3 separate regions of the Gossypium hirsutum genome follow, and regions 1 and 3 are each linked to region 2. A link is a contact called in public Hi-C data. All regions are on one chromosome and are shown on one strand. Each heading gives the region's core, a stretch centred on a gene start, on an enhancer-like site or on the middle of the called end of the contact. The rest is flanking DNA. Distances are from core to core; before and after follow the strand shown. Region 1 holds the start of LOC107901642 (serine/arginine-rich splicing factor RSZ22). Region 2 holds the start of LOC107901637 (probable sarcosine oxidase). Region 3 holds the start of LOC107961713 (probable WRKY transcription factor 17).

Region 1 (3,508 bases), core at 992-3,491, 160 kb before region 2:
GAAGCAAATCCCAGACGTGTAGAAGCAGAAAAGTAACGAGGCAAACCCAGAAGACACCTCAACACAAAAGAAAAGCATGAACTTTTTAGCAGAATTTCTTTAATGATTTCTCAATAAAATTATAGAGGTCATCGTAAGTTTTCCCCCCTACGCATAAAAAGTACTTAGCATAGATAAAGCAAATAAAACCATCATAGAAATAAGGAAAAACAGAAAGTAACTTAACCAAATCCAAGATGCTGCGGGCGTTGCCCAATTAAAACAGTAGCACTGAAGTCAACAAACTAAACACACTTAATCAGTCCCTTCACATAAGAGTTACATCCTTGCAGCACTTAACTCCTGCTCCGTCGGCGTTCCCTTGCACCATTTCTGCACCAAATTCAGTAGCAATCTTTCATGCACATATCATAATTCAAACAGCACAACAAAAATTAAACTAGGATGAACAAAGCTGTGAGCGTGATCAAATCAGATGGGTAACCAAAATTTAACTAGTTTGATGCACTTGCTCATTATTGATGAAAAAGACAACATTAAAAAAAGCCTTTCCAGCTACTAGCATAAAGTTCAAGGAAGTTCACCCATTAGCATATGGCAATTCCTCACGACCACGGTATGGTGGAGACCTGCTGTAGCTACGACCACGAGGAGAGGGACTGCGACGCCTAGGGGATCGTCCACGAGGACTGTAACTTCTGTTTGGAATTAAAAAGTGTCATTCGATTGTAAAACTTCAATCAATCATGAATAGAAGGCAATGTTTTGCTTAGGAGGCCTTACCTGCGCCCATAGCTTGGGCTCCTACGATATCTAGGGCTGCGGCTGCGACGTCTTCCGGAACCACCACGTGTACGACATTCTCGAGCAAAATGACCAGCCTCACCACACTCGTAGCACTTCAAATCAGAACCACCCGACCGTCCCCGACCACCTCCACCTCCGCCTCCGCCTCCACGTCCTCCTCTGCCTCTAGAATTATGAGAAAGCTCAACTCTCCAGCCATTCTTGCCTAAATCCAAATATGAGACTTATAAAGCTAGTATAGTCTGTGAATCTCAAATGATAACTGTATGCTTGTTAAAAGATGCTATTAAGAAAACAAAAATCAGAAACTAGCAACTGGATGGATGAATGAGATAAAACCATGTCCCACCAACAAGTTTTACAGAATTTTGAATTAATATATAAAACTAAATTGGAGAAATGTCAAACATAACACAGCCACATGGGCAGCTTAATTCTGGTCTAACAGCTCACACAAACTTCCTCCACAAATAGACATGAAGGTTAAACGCTGTTAAAGGCACATTCTTCATTAAAAAAATCCAAATCTAAAGAATTATGAGACTATCAAATTATGAATTTCATCACTAATCTTTCTTATTCATAAAGGAGCAGATCAATAACAATGCATTAGCTCCTAACCAAGGAGGAATACTTAGAAAAATAAAAACTAGGTTGGCATAATTTGTTTCCAATACAAAAAAATAAAAAATAAAAACCCACAACTAACAAGACAGAAAATTTAGGATGCAATTAGTGTCATAATCAGAAATGAGGAAATCTGGTTGGAATACCATCTAATTCACGAATTGCATCCTCGGCGTCTCTGTGATCATCAAAGTCAATGAAAGCGTAACCTGGTGGCCTTCTAGCAACCCACACACTGCAATATATATCAAATCAGAAAGACGAAATTGGATAAAATTATGACAGAAAAACGTGCTGGAAAGGTGCATATTACAAACAATTGTTGCTCACAATGTAGCAGTAAAAAAGAAGACAAAAAGAAAAGAGAGGTACAACAATATTATTCTACCTTCGAATAACTCCAAAGACACGAAACTCGTCTTCAAGATCTCGCTCCGAAACTCGTGGGTCAAGGTTACCCACGTAAACTCGAGACATTTCTTTTTTTCTCCAAAGAAACCTATCAAAACAAATTTCACGTTATTTCAAGTCTCACTTCAATACCAAAATCCCCAAAAAACAATTGTAAAACCTAACAACGAAATAAATCAAGATAGATGTAAAAACAAACTGCCAAAATTGAACGTAAAAGAGAGATCTAAAAGTTAAACCTGGTGAGTTGCGAGAGAGAAGAGAAAGAAACCCTAGCAGTAGCAGCGGGGGAAATTAGGGATTTTGATTTTTTAGAAAAAGAAAAAAGAGTTATGAACGTCGAAATTAAAAAAGAAAAACTCTTAATAGAGTTTAGAGCGCATACGAAGTTTCCAAGATTACCCTTGCTTGACAGTCTTTATTTCAGATTCAGTTCAAAACGAAAATAACGATTTTGCCCCTGTAGTATTCTTATTGAGCCATAAAGGCCACCAAGAAATAGAATGCCCAATTTGCTCAACTATTTGACCCAACCCCTTATGCTCGATGGATAGCAGTCGGTTGATTCTGTTAAATGTTGGAAAATCGATTTAATCCATCAACCCTATGCTTTAACCCATCGAATTAGGTCCTAACTATAAAATATATATATATATTGTTACCCAGTGATGCATGGGTTAGTTTATTTATTTAATATATATTTTTTAGTTAATTAAAATATTTTAAATAAAATTAAAAAATATTATCTTATAATTTAATATTAATAAATTTTAATATAACAAAAAGATATTATGAATATTATTAAATTATATGTCATAGAGAAGCTTTTTTTCTCTATGTGTTGTAAAAAAATAAATTATATGAAATCATTAAATATATATTTATATTAATAAAATTTATTTGTTGTAAAGTAAAACTCCAATTCCGTATTTATAATTTTAAAAATTTACACTATTTAAGCGTAATTAAAAATGTATAAATAATTAAATTTTAAAATCAATAAATAAAAATCAATATCTTTGTAAAATTTTAAAATTATATAATATGTATAATATTATTTTAATGACTAATTTTTATATAATATCTTATTATCATACTAAATTTTATATTTAGAAATTAAATAGTATTAAAAATTTTAAAGTAATTGATAAATTTAAATAGATAATTTTGTTAATTTTTTATATTTCGTTTAAAATATTAAATATTTTAATAATAATAATATAAATTTTATATTTATTTTTCACTTTTTTATATTATTTTTCATGGTTTTTAATTTATACTGATCTATCAATTAATTATTACCGTTTTATTAATTTTAAAATAAATTATCAAATTTTAACATTTAGAAAACCAAATATTATAATTTTTAAATGATTTTTAACAATGTTTTTTTTACATTTTTTACATCTTGATTATATATTATCAAACATTTAAAAATAGTTAAATGGATAAAATAATAAATAAATATAATAAATTACAAAATATTTACTTATATTAATTATCTTAATATGTTTGTCCTTCCGTTTAAATTTCAAATTTAAGATAATTAAATTTATCAAATTACTAAAATTTGATTTTTATTTTCAACTATATTTTTTTAAAAGTGACATTTTTGGTAAATTTTATTTATTTTTATTGGGTTTTATGTGTTCCTTATAGGTTG
Region 2 (3,556 bases), core at 256-2,755:
TATTCCTTAATGTTCCCTCTAGGATTCTCCTCAAATCTTGCTATCCTGAACTGTTTTAGCTCAACTCCCTTTGCCTCTCCTATAAGCGCTAAATCAGCCAATATCCTCCCTATCGCGGGTGACATCTTGAACCCATGACCTGAAAATCCACCTCCGATCACCACATCCTTCCCGAACTCCCCTCCCAAAAAATCGATCACGAAATCCTCATCAGGTGTCATCGAGTACACACACAATTGAGTCATGACTGGTTTGCTCGAATCGACTTTCCCTTTGAATCTTTGCTCAACCCATTGCTTTAATGAATCGGGCACAAGTCCTGGTCCCCATGGCCTTTTGTCTGGGTTACATTGATAGCCTCCATGTACTGCTACTTTAATCAACCCTGGGTACTCCAGTGACGGTGTGCCATAAATGTATGGATGTCCGTAGCTAGCGAACGTCGGAAAATCATTTCCAATTGCATACTCGACCTCGTGTCCGTCCTTAATCCGCCAATAACATACATTGGTTTCCAATGGTTGGATAGGAAGTTCAATGCCGCGCACCGTTTTAACCAAATTTCTCATCCAACCACCCACTGTCACCACACATTTTTTACCCCAAAAAATTTCACCATTGCTTGCAGCTACCTTCAATCCTCGGTCACCATCTTTGTTTATGCTAACCACTTTGATGTTGTCCTTAAGGCATGCACCATTCTTGAAAGCCAGCATTTGGAACATTGACACTGCCTTGGTGGGCTTGATGATGCCGCCAAGCTCGCACGACACGCCAATCCAGTCCTCTGGTATATCGATCCGTCCGGAAAATCTTTCAGCGACTTGCCGGTGATCGAGGACTTGGTACGGGATGCCGTTCTTTCTACAAGTAGAGATCACAGAAAGGAGACTCTTGGCGTCGGATGGGCCCATGTCGAACTGTTGGGCCTTGAAGTAAACCTTGAACCCGATTTCAGATTGAGCCTGCTCCCACAACCGATACGACTCATCGACCAAGCCGAAGTAGTAGTCTTCAGGGTACGTTGCTCGTATGGTGCGTGACTCGCCGTGAGAGGAACCTCGATGGTGGAGAAAGTCAAACTGCTCGAGGAGTAGCGTTTTTTGGACTCTTTTGGCTAGTTGGTACGCCGTGGAGCTCCCCATGACGCCCGCCCCTACGACGATTACGTCAAATTCATTGTCCGAATATCCCGTATTCATCGCACTGTTACAGTGACAGAAAGGGGGTTTAGCTATTCCTTTCAACTTGGCTTAGTTATTATTTCGCAGAGTGTGGCATATATAGTAGTACTAGCCAATAGCAGTAGGCATCTAAAATGATATTTTAATGTAAAAAAAGGCCCACATTTGGGAGGTAATTTCATTATTGCCATATGTTGTTTGTTTCTTCCTGATTTGACTAAAGATTAATGCTAAATTCCGTAATACATACGAAAGTTGGTAAGCAATATATTTGGAACTTTTCATGTTCTAATTATGCTCCCAGTTCATGTATTTTTTTCACATTTTAAATTCAGTCCTTTCTTTTTAATTCTATAAAATCCCTCAATTCTGTTCAATTAATAATTATATTTTAATTAATAAAATCATTAAAATATTTATATTAAAGTGTGTTGTAAGCATTTTCTGTTCGAGTTAAACTTGAATTAAGCTTGATTTGCACAATAAAAAAGATTCAAAGATTCAAACTTTTGAACTTTATGATTATTTTTTACCCATGACTATTGTTATTAATAAAAAAGATCTTGTGTTTTTCTTAATAAAACCCAATGTTTTGAAATTAATTTTTCTTTAATAAAAGTATGAATAATCTTACAACACCATATTTGCTTATTTAACCACGTAAACATTTAAAAAAAAACAAATCACATAATTCAATTTTGAGTTAAGTCAATGCACTAAATATAACAGAAATACAAGAACAATGAGCATAATTAATGCTCGTATGATTTCGCTTTGTGAATGGCATCAAAATCAAGTGCAAGGAAAACATTATACTTTTGCTGCACATTGATAGGACTTTATTGAAAAAAAGGGGCATTATCATTTAAAAAAAGAGTTGATAATGAGAATCTCTTGGAAAGCCAATCCCTTTGTCATATTAGGCAGCTTTATTTGTGCAACACCCCTCATTTTTTGTCACCATCCATTTATCCCTTTCTTTTTTTCTTTTTTCTTTTTTTTTTATGGTTAATTCATCTTTTGCTTTCTATGATGGCCCATTTTAGTATTATTATTTGATACATTTAATAGTTATAAGCTCAGTTTATTTATGCATGTATGCTTAGAAATTAATAACATGGTGTTTGCTTTAAGCACGTTCCAAAAATGGAGGGTCTTGGATGACCTAATGCAATCACAATTGAAATGATTTTGAATATTCAGTATGTTCTGCAACATACAGACTGGCATTGTAACATCAATCTATCATAACGACAAATTGAATATGGCATGGCTGACTCATCAATGACTAAACATTTGACCCACTAACAATAACATATTCACTCATCTTTATTGTCCTCCCAAATCAGAACTTCTTACAACTTGCAAGCTCAGAATGATTTAAGTCTAATGTGGTATTTAATGTTTGAGTTTAGTTTTAATATTTAATTAGATATTTAAATTTTTTATCTTAATTTAATATTTGAGTTTGATTTTAATGTTCAATCTTAATATTTAGATTAATACATGCGTAGATAGGGTGACATCCTTTAAATTTAGTTCACTCAAGTTGTTAATTTTAAAATTTTAAAAATCAGCTAACTTGCAATGCATTTCTTAATGAAATCTAGGCATTTTTTTAGTCAAGATGTCTTCTGATTGATGAAAGATCGATCTCTTAGATTCAAAACTCATTTTGAATCATCTTATTTTGAGCTCGGTAGCTCGAGTTATGACCATTTTAGTGAAGATTGCATAAGCATAATTTTTAGGACGAGAATATTATGGGAATTATGAGTTTTGGGCTTTTATTCGTGTTTAAATGATATTGAGTTTGACTTTAAGGCTTAATTTTGATTATATATAATCCCTGATTTTTATTTAATAAGTTTTATATTTTTTGTATTTATTTATTTCGAATTTTAGGATATTTTAAAATACTTTATGTTGCTTAGAAGTTTTATATTTCTTAGTTGGCAAGAAGATTTAGTTAAACTAAAATTACTTATTGTTTAGCCAAATTAGAAATTTTATTGAATTAGTTTGTTTTTCATTAAGTTTGTTGTGGAGTGTGCCTCACATTTTCCCTGAAATGAATCCGACGTCGTGACGACGACAAGCCGACGTCTCGACGACGCAACACACAACATCCCGATGAGAAGAACCTGAAGTCCCGATGACGCGACATGTGATGTCCTGATGAGCCGATAGTGACGTCACGACATGGCGATGTGTTCCCTACTAAATTGGGTTTTTTCTCCTAGTTAAACTCTGCTATCTTTTCTCAATAACTCTAATAACTCTAAAGACATTTTAATCAGATTAGCCCACGAATTTTAGTCTATAAATAGGGCTTTTAGCAACCCTAGAGAGTTGAATTCAACAACACAATT
Region 3 (3,575 bases), core at 815-3,314, 210 kb after region 2:
TTTTCATATACATTAACTTTCATATGAATTGGTTTATACACTTCATTAGTATTCTGTTGTCACTTATGTTGCATGGAACCACATTTGTTTTACCTTTTATTCCTTTTTCATAGCTGAAGTATATTGTTTTTTTGGTCATATTTGTGTTTCAGAACCCATCAAGCTTCAATCACCACGGAGTTGATTGAGATTATATCTGGAGCATCAGCACTGGAAGGTTAATTTCAAATATTTTTCACTGCTAGATTTTTCCAGACGGTAATGACATAAAATGTCAGTGCACTGTTTGTTTCTCTATAGGTTAATCCATTTTCATCAGAAAATCCCAGTCCATCCAAATTACAGGATGGTACTGAAGGAATAAATCTCAGAATTTGTGCTGCTAATGCTATATATTTTCTTAATAATATTTCAGGAAATTTTATATTTATTACATTAAAATATTGATAATTGAGGAAATAAACTCTACTGATTAATTGTGTTCATAATATTTGGAATAAAAAAGTAATTTGCATTACTACAGTATGCAATGGTAAGTAGAGTGTTTGTCGAAGTATAGACCAGTAATAGAAATCACCTTGGGGTAATCTAACTTCCTGAAATCTGAAGTTCAATAGAAGCATGTCATGACACGATAACAAACAAATTTATTATACATAATTTTTTTTCTTGATTTATTTATGTGTTCTTGTTACTGTAAAATAACATATACAGCATGAATTAGTGTAAAAAGAAAAAATGGAAGGGTTAAGAAAAGAATTACCGGCACCATCCGGTTTTGTAGAAAAACTAAAAATAAAAAAAGTTGGTCAACTGTTTTATATTAATAAAAAGGGAAGGACTACACGTGATTCCCGACTTTTAGTCAGCTTTGAGCCTGTCTTTGAAATTCTTGTTCATGTAATATTTGTTTAAATCTAACATATTTCAACTTTTTATCAACAGATTTGATTGGCTTAAGACTTTTTCAATATGAATTAAAAAAAAAAGAACTAACACTAGTGTTTCTAGATATCATCCATTCAAGTTTTGTTTTGTCTAATATGAAAATTGATTTAAATTTTGCCATTCCTTTTGAGTTTCAAGGCGAAAGGATAATATAAAAACTAAAATTGACTTCACCCATCACCTAAGAGTTCGATCAAACCTTAACCCATGCCTATAAATATTTGCATGTCAAGAAAGGAAAATTAAAATGAAGTATGATACATAACGACTCCTCTTCTCCATGCCTAAGGAGGAAAAACTCATGTACCAACTTCGAAATAAAACGAATATAAAAGAAACCTAAATTTGATTAGTAATAGCGAGAGCTTCTACTTTATATGTTCATTGTCAACGTTGTTGAGTTATTTCAAACCCCTCATTTTCTCCTTTGGACCAAAACCAAATCTTACATCACCTTGGGTCCAAAACTTCCAAGAAAAACAACAACAACACGATACAAAAGCAATTTGGTTTAATTTTGGTCTTGCTCTCTCTTCTCTTTCCTTTTAATCTAAAAAATCTACTCCAAATTAATAATTCAAGTTGAATTGATAATCATTATAAAAAATTTATCTTTAAATTGGATTACATATTAAATTTAAAATTATATTTCTTTAACACGGTTTTAAATATATATAACGAACCATAGATTTTGGGTGGCTTTATATTGGCCATAGAATCAACTTTATTTTACAAAAATGCTATATAAGCCAGTTTAATTAAAGTTTTTAGATTGCACGTCAATTATTAAATTAGAAAATAAAACTAGAGATTAAATTTAAAATGTGTAATCAGTACAGGGACTGAGAATACAATTTAGACCCAACAATTATCAAAGCTTTCTCCAAGAAATTCTTAAAATCAATCTTAGCCGTTGGACTAAAACTCCACTATGGATTCCCATCATTTCTATTACCCGGTCACCCGGTCATCGTTCAACCTTTATAATCAACCCTTGTTGCTCCCTCAGCTCTAACTCTTTGCCTTCCATCTTCTTCCCTTCCTTTTTCTCAGGCTTCAATAACTTGCTGACCTCTCAAGTTACCTTCCCTGCAAAGCTTCGTTTCTGTTTCTTTGACCTCAAAATGGCGGTGGATCTGATGAGTTTTCCGAAGATGGATGATCAGATGGCGGTACAAGAGGCTGCATCGCTAGGCTTGAAGGGCATGGAGCACCTGATCCGTCTCCTTTCTCACCAGTCCAACAACGTCGACTGCACCGACCTCGCCGATCTCACCGTCTCTAAATTCAAAAAGGTCATCTCACTTCTCAACAGAACCGGTCACGCCCGGTTCAGACGCGGGCCGATTCAACCCCTTTCTTCCTCGTCTTCCCCCTCGACATCATCCTCTGCTTCTCTGTCTGTTCCGAATTCTCAAAACAATCTAACTCTAACTTCTGCTGCGATCTCAACGCCGGCGACCATAAATACGGCGGTGGTCGGTACTTCGGTTATCAGTCCTTCTAGCTTCGTTCAATCGCAGCCGCAGAGTTTGACTCTGGACTTCACAAAACCTAATTTGTTTGGCTCCAACGGTAAAAGTACCGAGTTGGAGTTCACAAAAGAAAGCTTTAGCGTTTCCTCTAACTCTTCGTTTATGTCTTCTGCCATCACCGGAGACGGCAGCGTCTCGAACGGGAAGCAGGGATCATCTCTATTCTTGGCGCCGGCGCTGGCCGTTTCGACGGGAAAGCCGCCGCTATCGTCGACACCGTTCAAGAAGAGATGCCATGAACATGACCACTCCGATAACGTTTCCGGCAAGATATCTGGCTCCGGCAACAGCAAGTGCCATTGCTCAAAGCGAAGGTATATAATATTGTTTTCCTAGTTTTATCCTCCAATTCATGGCATATTTTAACCGTCAGTTTAGGTTTTTGACTTTTATGGGATACCGTAAACAAAATTCAAAGTCGAATAATTTAAAGTAACTTAATGAGATAACTCGAGTCGAGTTGCTTTGAAACCGGCCGAGTTTAGCTGGAATCAATATCATGTAGATCGTGGGGCGAATTATTGGTCAAAGCCTGGGGGGTTGTTGAACAGTTTAGGCATATTAAATGATAGAGCGCGCGCGGTAACCAGAAAAGCTGTAAATTTAATTGGGAGTGGCAATCAAATTTCTGAACCTCGGTGTTACAACTATTTTGTCTTATGAGATGCTTTTCAAGTTTGACTTTTCTTTTTGGTTAAATATATGGGACCATAGAACTGGCGGTGCATGATAGGGAATCCTACTCCACTTTATTTATTATTTTAGGTCAAATTATTGCTTACGGTTTGTGTATTGGTTACTTGAATAATTTTCAGGAAAAATAGGGTGAAGAAAGTAATAAGGGTTCCTGCCATAAGTTCGAAGATCGCCGATATTCCACCAGACGAGTATTCATGGAGGAAATACGGGCAAAAGCCAATCAAAGGCTCCCCATTCCCGCGGTATCCTGCTGTTCTTCCTTTTTCAATGTGCAACTTCATATCATTAGATCAAACGGTTGATAATTTGTGTTTTGACTTATTTTCTCAGAGGATATTATAAGTGCAGTAGCGTTAGAGGGTGCCCCGCGAGGAAACACGTGGAGCGAGCCCC

What was found. A called contact is a pair of places that touch in the nucleus more often than the background predicts.
Region 1: a Hi-C map of leaf shows a contact between it and region 2, with 2.8 times the contacts expected there. The contact joins the promoter of LOC107901642 here to the promoter of LOC107901637 in region 2. A contact is called at or near these places in 9 of 34 Hi-C or Micro-C datasets (callus, hypocotyl, leaf and 1 more).
Region 3: a Hi-C map of leaf shows a contact between it and region 2, with 1.9 times the contacts expected there. The contact joins the promoter of LOC107961713 here to the promoter of LOC107901637 in region 2. A contact is called at or near these places in 15 of 34 Hi-C or Micro-C datasets (anther, callus, hypocotyl and 3 more).

The regions. Positions count from the first base shown.
Region 1 is chrD06:26,011,574-26,015,081 of Gossypium_hirsutum_v2.1, forward strand. LOC107901642 (serine/arginine-rich splicing factor RSZ22) reads right to left here and starts at 2,242. Exons shown (of 6, transcript XM_016827713.2): 1 at 2,085-2,242; 2 at 1,823-1,933; 3 at 1,581-1,669; 4 at 784-1,012; 5 at 585-698; 6 at 74-372. The coding sequence starts at 1,911. The coding sequence ends at 336. It overlaps LOC107901640 (probable cyclic nucleotide-gated ion channel 14), which reads right to left and starts at 26. Exons shown (of 8, transcript XM_041095428.1): 1 at 1-26.
Region 2 is chrD06:26,173,679-26,177,234 of Gossypium_hirsutum_v2.1, forward strand. It overlaps LOC107901637 (probable sarcosine oxidase), which reads right to left and starts at 1,506. Exons shown (of 1, transcript XM_016827710.2): 1 at 1-1,506. The coding sequence starts at 1,202.
Region 3 is chrD06:26,384,046-26,387,620 of Gossypium_hirsutum_v2.1, forward strand. It overlaps LOC107961713 (probable WRKY transcription factor 17), which reads left to right and starts at 2,065. Exons shown (of 3, transcript NM_001327715.1): 1 at 2,065-2,797; 2 at 3,299-3,424; 3 at 3,513-3,575. The coding sequence starts at 2,073. It overlaps LOC107963026 (ATP synthase subunit gamma, mitochondrial), which reads left to right. Exons shown (of 6, transcript XM_016899626.2): 6 at 153-426. The coding sequence ends at 222.